3 separate regions of the Drosophila melanogaster genome follow, and all the other regions are linked to region 3. Evidence: chromatin contacts called from public HiChIP or PLAC-seq data. All regions are on one chromosome and are shown on one strand. The core of a region is the stretch at or near the end of the contact, and the rest is flanking DNA. Distances in the headings are between cores, read along the strand shown.

Region 1 (2,700 bases), core at 3-2,502, 120 kb after region 3:
ACGGATTATATTAATGGCATCATTAGATTGCATTTTCGAAATGACATGGAAACCATAAACCAGATTTTCTTTCATTACGAGTTATTTTAATCAATAACCAATTAAAGCGATCCAAATGCGTTGCAAAAAGTTATAATTTCTGGACAGTTGTGATGAACAAGTAAAAGTTAATCCTAGTGTTTTCTATATGATTTGTATTAACAATTTCTTTTTATTTTCTTAATTGTATGCTTTACGTGTTTTCACACATCCTGGCAGGTCCTTGAAGCGGATTTAAAGACCACGGGCATTTGTGGGACACTGCCTAACGCACTCTTCGCGTTGTCAAGCGCCGTCGTCCTGGATGTCGCAGATTTGCGTACCTCAAAGGAGACGCAGACAACCGACGAGGGGCGGATGGGGCATGACGCCATAAAGATAATTGGTCGGCGGATGGTGGGGTGTTTGCTGCTCATCAAAACGTTAACGCCCTCACGTAGTTTCGCTTTAAACGCGACCAAACTAAAGTCGAATGGCCATCGAAAAGGGCGAGTTGATGGGCAGTTGCCAGCGTATTAATTACTTCTGGTGGTCACTTCGCATGCGTGTGTGGTGTGTGTAATTGTGCCGCAGCCGAAGGTCCTGTATGTCCTGCATGTGCTTCTCTTCCAGTTTGCAGTTTGGGGTTCCACCAGAAGTTCGACGTTAAGCCCAGTCTGCAGCAAGTTGCCTGTTTGGTTTCTCGCGAAAAAACAAACCCTTTTTGTTTTGGCTGACACACTGGCAGTTCGCTGGAGTTTTGATGGCCAGCAGCAGCTGTTTTAGTTGCGATTAATATACTCAAATTGCTGGCAGCTTCAGCTGATAATTAATTTAAAACTTTGCAAACGGCGCTCTTCCGGGGCGTGTGCATTTTGTTTTGCAACAAATTCACACTTTTGGGAAAAGGATAGCTGCCATAGTTGGCCATCAACAAATTTTCTGGGAAATTGGTCTACTACGCTTTGGTATTGCTTCACAGAAATAATGATTTCATAAACTTCCATAATGTTGTTTTATTTTAAAATCAATCTTAATTTGAGTTCTATCACTTTAAACATTTTCGATTATAATCGTTTCTGATGTTGAATAATATATCTTTTTTCTAGCGTAAATTTTAAAAAGTTATCTTTGAATTCAAATTCAAAAGACAATGCTGCCAAGTGCTGAAATAATGTAGCTTATACACCCACCACAACGTACTAAAAGCAACTAAGGATTGAAACTTGGAAGTAAAACGCACTGTGGGTCTCTGAATGCTATGACACCGACGAAGCTTTTGGAAGCCCATCATGGCTGTCGTTTGCTTAGTGATACGAAATTAGTTATATTTGAATACATTTCAAAATAACCTTTCATAACTATCATTTTATTTAAGAAAGCAACAATTTTAAAGTTTATAGGAAAAACTGGCTAAAACAAAATGTAATTTGTAATGTAAGAAATCGGTATAGGTTAAATTTAGTTTAGCTATTAGTAAGAAGCTCATTAATAACTATGACAGCTAAAAGCTAATAATAACCAAAATAAAAGTGTATAATGCAATGCAATAAATTCTACACAATTATGGACTTATGGGCCTAAGCTGTAACTATAATTGGCTCACTCACATCACTCCGCACACGGACGTGACCCATGTGAAGCTAATGAGGAGTTTGGTTTTACGCGAGTTCGCGCTTTTGTGAAACGCGACAAAGCGCCAGGACTCCGCGATGAGATGAGAAACTGCGCCTGGGAGCCTGGGATCCTGCAGACTGCAGTGCCGTGAAAATTCTGCGCGATTTGCCCATCGGCCACTGGCGCCTTTGATTTGATTAATTGATGCATTAAGCTCATTTACGCATAATTAATGCCACTTCAATGTGTGTTTGAAATATTTTTTGCCTGCACTTCTCTGTTTTTGTGATTTATTTTGTTTTATTATTTTCTTTTTTTTTTTTTGCGCTGCTGTGAAATGCAGCATAATCAGGAATTCAAGTCGTGCGACAACAGAAAAACTGATTTTCCAGCCTGGGGGCAAGCGAAAAAGAGGTGCAGTGGTAAAAAAAAAAATAGGGAGAGAGGCAGCTAGAAGGAGAAAAAGTGGAAGCGGAAGTACAAATTCAACATCTTGGCATGTTTGTCTGTTGACTGACAGTGCAGTGTGTGTGTTGGTGTGTGCTGCTGTGTGTGTGTGTGTGGCAGATATGTCCTCTGTCTGTTTGCAGATACAGATAAGATGTCTTCCATATATGCACATATGTACGTGTGGGGGTGCACATGCTGCATATAGAAGTCGCAGCTAAACCGAAGCTATATCAGAACCACCTGGAAGCGTGGCAGCTGCCACTACGTGACTGCCTCGCAAGGAGCTCGCAAAATGCCGATTTTTATGATGCGAAAAACATAACACTAGCTGGCATAGCTTCTATATTTGTAGCTATTTTTTTTTTAAAGAAACTTCAAAATATTGCCAATAAAAAAAAAATGAAACCAACAAGGTTAAAAAGCTAAACTTACTTAGTTTATGTATGAACGAAAATACCATTGCGAATCTTTTCTCAGTGCATTATTCCTTGGGAAACATTTCAAAACTGAAGACAAAATGGATGCCGCATGCTAATGCAAAAACTTTTTCGTTTCTACGCTAATTTGGGTCATTTCCTTAAAGTGCAGCTGACGAAGAATCTTAGCCATGTCTTG
Region 2 (2,700 bases), core at 13-2,512, 88 kb before region 3:
GTGGCTGTTAGACTAGAAGCTGCTCCCAGATCCAATTCGGGTACAAAGCGCTCTATCTTTGGGGCTGCCAAGGCGCCTTCGTCGCCGATCATAGAGCATATTGCATGTGGATCGCACATAAACGTAGCGATAAGTTCGGAAAACTGTGTCTACAGCATTCCCAGCTGCCTGCATCAGTTTTCCGAGCGCCAATTTCGGGTGAAGCAGCTCCAATGCGGCCATGAACATGCCGTGCTCCTCAATGCCAATGGCGACGTGTTCACCTGGGGAAATGGACTGTAAGTAAAGGTCATAATGAATGCGTTGGCTGTGCAGAAATGCAGCCTATAAATATTTACATATTCTGGTTTTAAGATATTTAGATATTAGCGAGTTTCTTATTCTAATTCCTAACAATTTTTTTCACTTCTATGTCATAATTAACAGACGCGGACAGTTGGGTCTGGCGGAACTGAGAGTGGAGGAGACGCCTCAATTGCTGGAGGCGCTGGCGGGGATCAAGGTATATATATATTTGACTTGTCCACTTATCTTGTCTGTCACACATTCAAGTGCCTTGCAGATAACTCAAATTGCTGCCGGTGGTTGGCACAGTGCGGCCATATCCGCCTTTGGAGACCTCTACACCTGGGGCCTCAACTGCAGCGGTCAGCTGGGATTGCGTGTGATGAAACCCGGTGGCGTCCTCAAAGAGCCCACTGTATTTCCGCTGCCCCAGTTGCAAGATCTGCCCGAATGTGCCTGCTCCCAAAGCGGGGAGAGCAACGATGATTGCGCACCGCTGAGGGTGTTTGCTGGATCTCGTCACACTCTGCTGATCCGCCGATGCGGGCGGCTATGGGTCAGTGGTTGGTGCAAGCACGGTCAACTTGGCAGGCAGCTCCAAGACCTGTCCTATGTGGATGCTTTTCAGGCCCTGGAAGGTATCACGATGAACCCTACTGTGGATGATGTTCTCTGTGGGCCATGGTCAACGCTGCTCCATTTGAAGGTAACGTTGGATTGAAGACACATACATATGTACCTTTTAAAATGGCTTCACTATTAAATCTACTGAATTGAACACAGCTTGGACACAAACCAATTTACATGTCAACTTGGTTGCCTTCATGTAAAATGTATTGCCACACATTTTACTTGACTTTTATCTACTTTGTATATATGTACAAAATACGTTGTATGATGAGTAATTTAACATTTGTATTATATTGCATATATTACCAACTTATGTAGATAAGTAGGCATTGGAATAAGTGTTTCCCCACTATTTTAGTACTTTTAAATTACCAAAGACAGGCTGGATGAGCGGATTGCCCTTGAGCATGGCGTAAGTTAAGAAGTATGCAGGATCAGAGTCGTTGGCCTGTAAGAAACTTCCTCATTCCCAGTCCCAGTATATTCTTTATTCTAATATGGCGTATCACCGTGCAAATGATGTATCCATACGGATACATGGACTGTTCGCTGCAGGACGCGTTGGATAATGAGTATCTGGTATGGAACAAGGGCGATCACCGGGAAAATCAAATGATGCTGATAAGGGAAACCGTTCAAACCACACTCCTGCTCGTGCTAATGATAGAGGTGATGCTGACGTTCAATATTCCGATTCCGATGGTCATAGGCGCCGGAATATAGTCTCGGCTCTGAACTCTGTTCCCGCCTTATTGCTATAGAAGCTCTATAGCTACAGTCCGTTTATTGTCCCATTAAAACAAGAGTGCTCAAATAATTTCGTCTTGGGGTAGGACCGCCATTGTGTCAACGTTCGTCGACTTTGTCGTTGTCGTCGCTGCACATTTAATCAGTAAATTTTATTTTTAAAAATGGTATTAAACAATATTTGCCATAGCAAAAGTCCGACGCTCGCAGTGCAATAAACTTTTCAGCACTTGAGCCGTTCGCCTGACTAAATGACTGATTGACTGACCGACTGATTGACTGACTGACTGACTGACCGACTGATTGGTTGGAATTTCTTTTCTTTGTTTTAACTTTAACTCGGCGCGATTATTTCGATTTCGTGGAAGTGCGTTACTTGCAAAGGTTTTGATAGGAATTTTATGCGTCATATACGGGATATATTCGATACGATAACAGTTCAATTGATTCGACTGGGAAATGCTCATTTCGATTGCTTATAACTTCTTAAAGAGGAATTTTTATGAAAACTGTACGCTTCTGAGATTGGATTTTTAGCTGATTATAAAGCCATATATGTAGATATATTTATACTAAAATTGAAGTATGTTTTTTCCAATTTTTCGAAGAGAATTTTATACAGTTTCTAATAGATTTTTTTTCGAAATTTGCATTTATTATAGTCAACATCTACCGTTGCCGATCCTATAGGCGAATTTTCCGCTTTATGGTCCGCGATCGAGTTCAACGCTTTTATGTTATTTGCCAAATGAAAAAGTAAAAACAAATGTTTATCTTATAATGCACTGGGTGGCAGGCAGTTCAGTGCAGTTCTGGCGACACGCACACATGTGGTGCGTAAACAGGCTTTGCTTTTGGGTCTTACACTTCATTTCTTATTTTTCCGTTTTTAACTTGGCAAATATTGTTATCATCGAAAAAAGAAAACACCCGGTACAAAATAAGCAATAAAGTGGGGAGGCTTGTCACTTTTAGGTCGCAAAACTATTTGCTGCTAGAAATTGCCACCGCACGGTGACTAAGAGATAGAGAGAGAGA
Region 3 (2,700 bases), core at 151-2,650:
TATAATTTACTCTGTGCTCCACATATATATATATATATATATATAATAAATAAAAACCAACCAATAGCCCAAAAAAAAAGAAATGAAAAGTCCGCATCAACAATAAAAATCTGCCTGCATTTTTGCCTTTTGTGTGAGCTGCCCACCAGAACGAGAGAAGCACTTTTATTGTATATAAAAATTATATACATCGCCGGGAGGAGCTGCAGCAACCCACTCCAAGCCAGGGTTGCCACGTCCTGAGCTGCTGTAAGCTCTCCGCAGCAGCTGCAGCAGCATCAGCATCGCAGCAGCATCAGCAGCAGCGCAGCAACCGCCGCAGCATCAATTTGGCTTTTGGGCAGAGATAATTTAAGACAAATATATGTGATGCTATGCACATCAGCAGCTATGAAATATGTACGTATGCCAAATTGCTTTTTTTTTCAAATAATCGCAAATAAACTAAAAATATATTTAATGATTAATTGTAATTAATGAGTCATAAATAATTAACGAGTTCGTGATTAGCTTGGTCATAGATAAAGCGATCCTCAGTTCCGATGCGCATTAATCAATTAGTAAACAAAACATATTTAATCGTTTATCCACTTCATAATTAACACTGCCAATATATGTTTCATTGCCTACTTTTTGTTTAAGATTTTTGATAAATGATAAGTTGAGAAAATTATGTAGCCATAATTGTTTATAATCTAGCCTAGATACATTTTTACTTGTCTAAGATACATATTCTGATCCATTGCATTTTATATAAGAGTCAGTAGAATTATTAGTATTAGTCAGCATTAATAATTGGTGAATATTGGCAGATCTTTAAACCCTTTCTCCTTCAAGCGGTGTTCGGGTTCTACGATCGCTTATCGTTCGGCAAACCCCGAAAATTACATGAATGTACACAGAAATAAGTTCATAATAATATGTGCAATGCCTCATTGACATTGTCCTTCAGCGACAGTGCGATGTACGAAAGCGAAATGTGTAAACAAAGATACACAATGGGTGTTGGTGAGAGGGGTTTTCATGGCGGTGGGGAGGGGGGTGCGGGTCGAACTGGGAAGTGTGGGGCTATCAGAGGCGTCACAATGCGATCGCCGCAAGTACAATTGCATTGAGCAATACTTAAGGACAGAAGTTCAAGCAACTGTCGAGTGTAGACCCATAGATACACAGCTACAGATACTTTGTGTATTCGTGGTATGTGAGTAGATATCCGTGCTGTATCTGTAGAACTCCATTCAGAAATTCATAAAAAAAAATATATATCTACTAGTTGATATCTACGAGTATAACCGGAAGCCGTGCGAACCAAACGTTTCTCTTAATTTCTCTACGTTTCATCGGTTTTCGCCAAGATTGCCAATTTGATTCACAACTATGTGCCAGCACTATCTCTGCCCAATCTGAGCAATCTGAATCTGCGAAGCGGCGGTTCTTATCAGTGGGGCCCTGACGCAGCCGTTTCTGACCCAAATTACGACAGCTTTGGCTCGCCCCATCGAGCCTGATACGTGGCGAAATCTGAAAAATGCAACAACAATATAAATTTAAGCAAGAAATTATTGAACAAAAAATGTATATGTACTCGTACTTTCTTATAAGTTGTCATGCAATCGCGCAAACAAAACAAAAAAAAAAGAGAGCAACAAAAACAAAAAGCGGAAACATTTTGCGCTTTCTTATCAAGGCATACGAAATTGATTTAATTTTTTGCTGAAAATTTGCGCCACGAACGAAAATTTTTACTGGCTGCCAAGTGTGGAAATTTATATTCCCCATATATATATGTATATTCTTTACAACAATATAGTACAAATAATATGTACTTGTATATATTGATAGTTGTAGTTTACGATTCGAGTCGAGTCAACGCATGGTTCAAATTATCGCAATTTCAGTTTTTTTTATTATATATTTCATTTATTTTCACAAAATAGTTACAGCCGATAACAAGGCTGCACTCTATATAGGGTTGTAAAAAAAAATAACATGATTTCCCCTGAAATTATAAAACAAAAAAAATCATGCAACGAACTTTGCAACAGACCATATTCAACGAAATGAAATTATGCCCGTTTATTCTCTTTGTGATTAATATCTGGTTACGTTATTTTTTCGGTGATTTATTTGTATACATTTTCGACAGGTTTTTCAAATAAAGTTCAGTCGAAGCTTAGGTAATTTTATTGCCGAACCAATTTTCAAGGCTGATCAAGTTTCTTTCAACGGACTGCAGCTGTTTTGGGCCTTTTTTTTTTTTTTGTTATATTAGATAATGGACACTCAAAAAGTGTTTACCATCTGGTCGAAAGATAACACACATTGCCATAACGACTATAAAAATAATAAAAGAGGTGTTGTAAATACAAATGCAATGCTGCGTAAACAGAAACGAAAACAACAACGTGACAAAAGTGTGAACATTAAATACGTTTATTAACAAAAACGAAAGAGTGTGAAAAAAACCTAAAATAAACGAAATAAGGCAAAAAACCCGCTGACTTGACTAGAAACTGCTGGCGGAAAAGCGGAGAGGAAAATGTTTAGTCGATCACCTGGCGCTGACCACATACGTGGATCGTTTTTTTTTTTCACTTAATTACAGTAGGTTTCATGGGCTTAATATAAGAATTTTATTTATTATTGTAATTTACACCGTGTAAGAAAATAGCCTCGAGAATATTTATTAGGTGCATTTCA

What was found. HiChIP or PLAC-seq counts read pairs in DNA pulled down with a chosen protein or histone mark.
Region 1: a contact with region 3 is called in an H3K27ac HiChIP or PLAC-seq map of the Kc167 cell line, with 3 times the contacts expected there. The contact joins two enhancer-like sites. A contact is called at or near these places in 9 of 107 Hi-C or Micro-C datasets (the OSC cell line, the S2 cell line, embryo and 1 more) and 1 of 6 datasets of contacts at active chromatin or transcription factors (the Kc167 cell line).
Region 2: a contact with region 3 is called in an H3K27ac HiChIP or PLAC-seq map of the Kc167 cell line, with 4 times the contacts expected there. The contact joins the promoter of CG43844 here to the enhancer-like site in region 3. A contact is called at or near these places in 1 of 1 datasets of contacts at CTCF or cohesin (the Kc167 cell line), 27 of 107 Hi-C or Micro-C datasets (the Clone 8 cell line, the D17-c3 cell line, the Kc167 cell line and 14 more) and 2 of 6 datasets of contacts at active chromatin or transcription factors (both in the Kc167 cell line).

What each region holds. Positions count from the first base shown.
Region 1 is chr3R:22,092,894-22,095,593 of dm6, forward strand. No RefSeq gene overlaps it. Among named protein-coding and RNA genes, the nearest start is that of BomBc3, 7.1 kb to the left of the region's middle. Within about 2 kb of position 1,253, at least 36 of the 39 cell types and tissues checked have an H3K27ac peak or open chromatin away from gene starts, as enhancers often do. A contact at or near this core is called in the Kc167 cell line and the S2 cell line, where this site is marked.
Region 2 is chr3R:21,888,277-21,890,976 of dm6, forward strand. CG43844 reads left to right here and starts at 1,263. Exons shown (of 1, transcript NM_001316613.1): 1 at 1,263-1,895. The coding sequence starts at 1,342. The coding sequence ends at 1,638. It overlaps CG6678, which reads left to right. Exons shown (of 5, transcript NM_142739.3): 2 at 1-278; 3 at 427-502; 4 at 563-991.
Region 3 is chr3R:21,975,656-21,978,355 of dm6, forward strand. The region is part of intron 3 of Eip93F (Ecdysone-induced protein 93F); the gene reads left to right. Among named protein-coding and RNA genes, the nearest start is that of Eip93F, 28 kb to the left of the region's middle. Within about 2 kb of position 1,401, at least 13 of the 39 cell types and tissues checked have an H3K27ac peak or open chromatin away from gene starts, as enhancers often do. A contact at or near this core is called in the Kc167 cell line, the S2 cell line and gut, where this site is marked.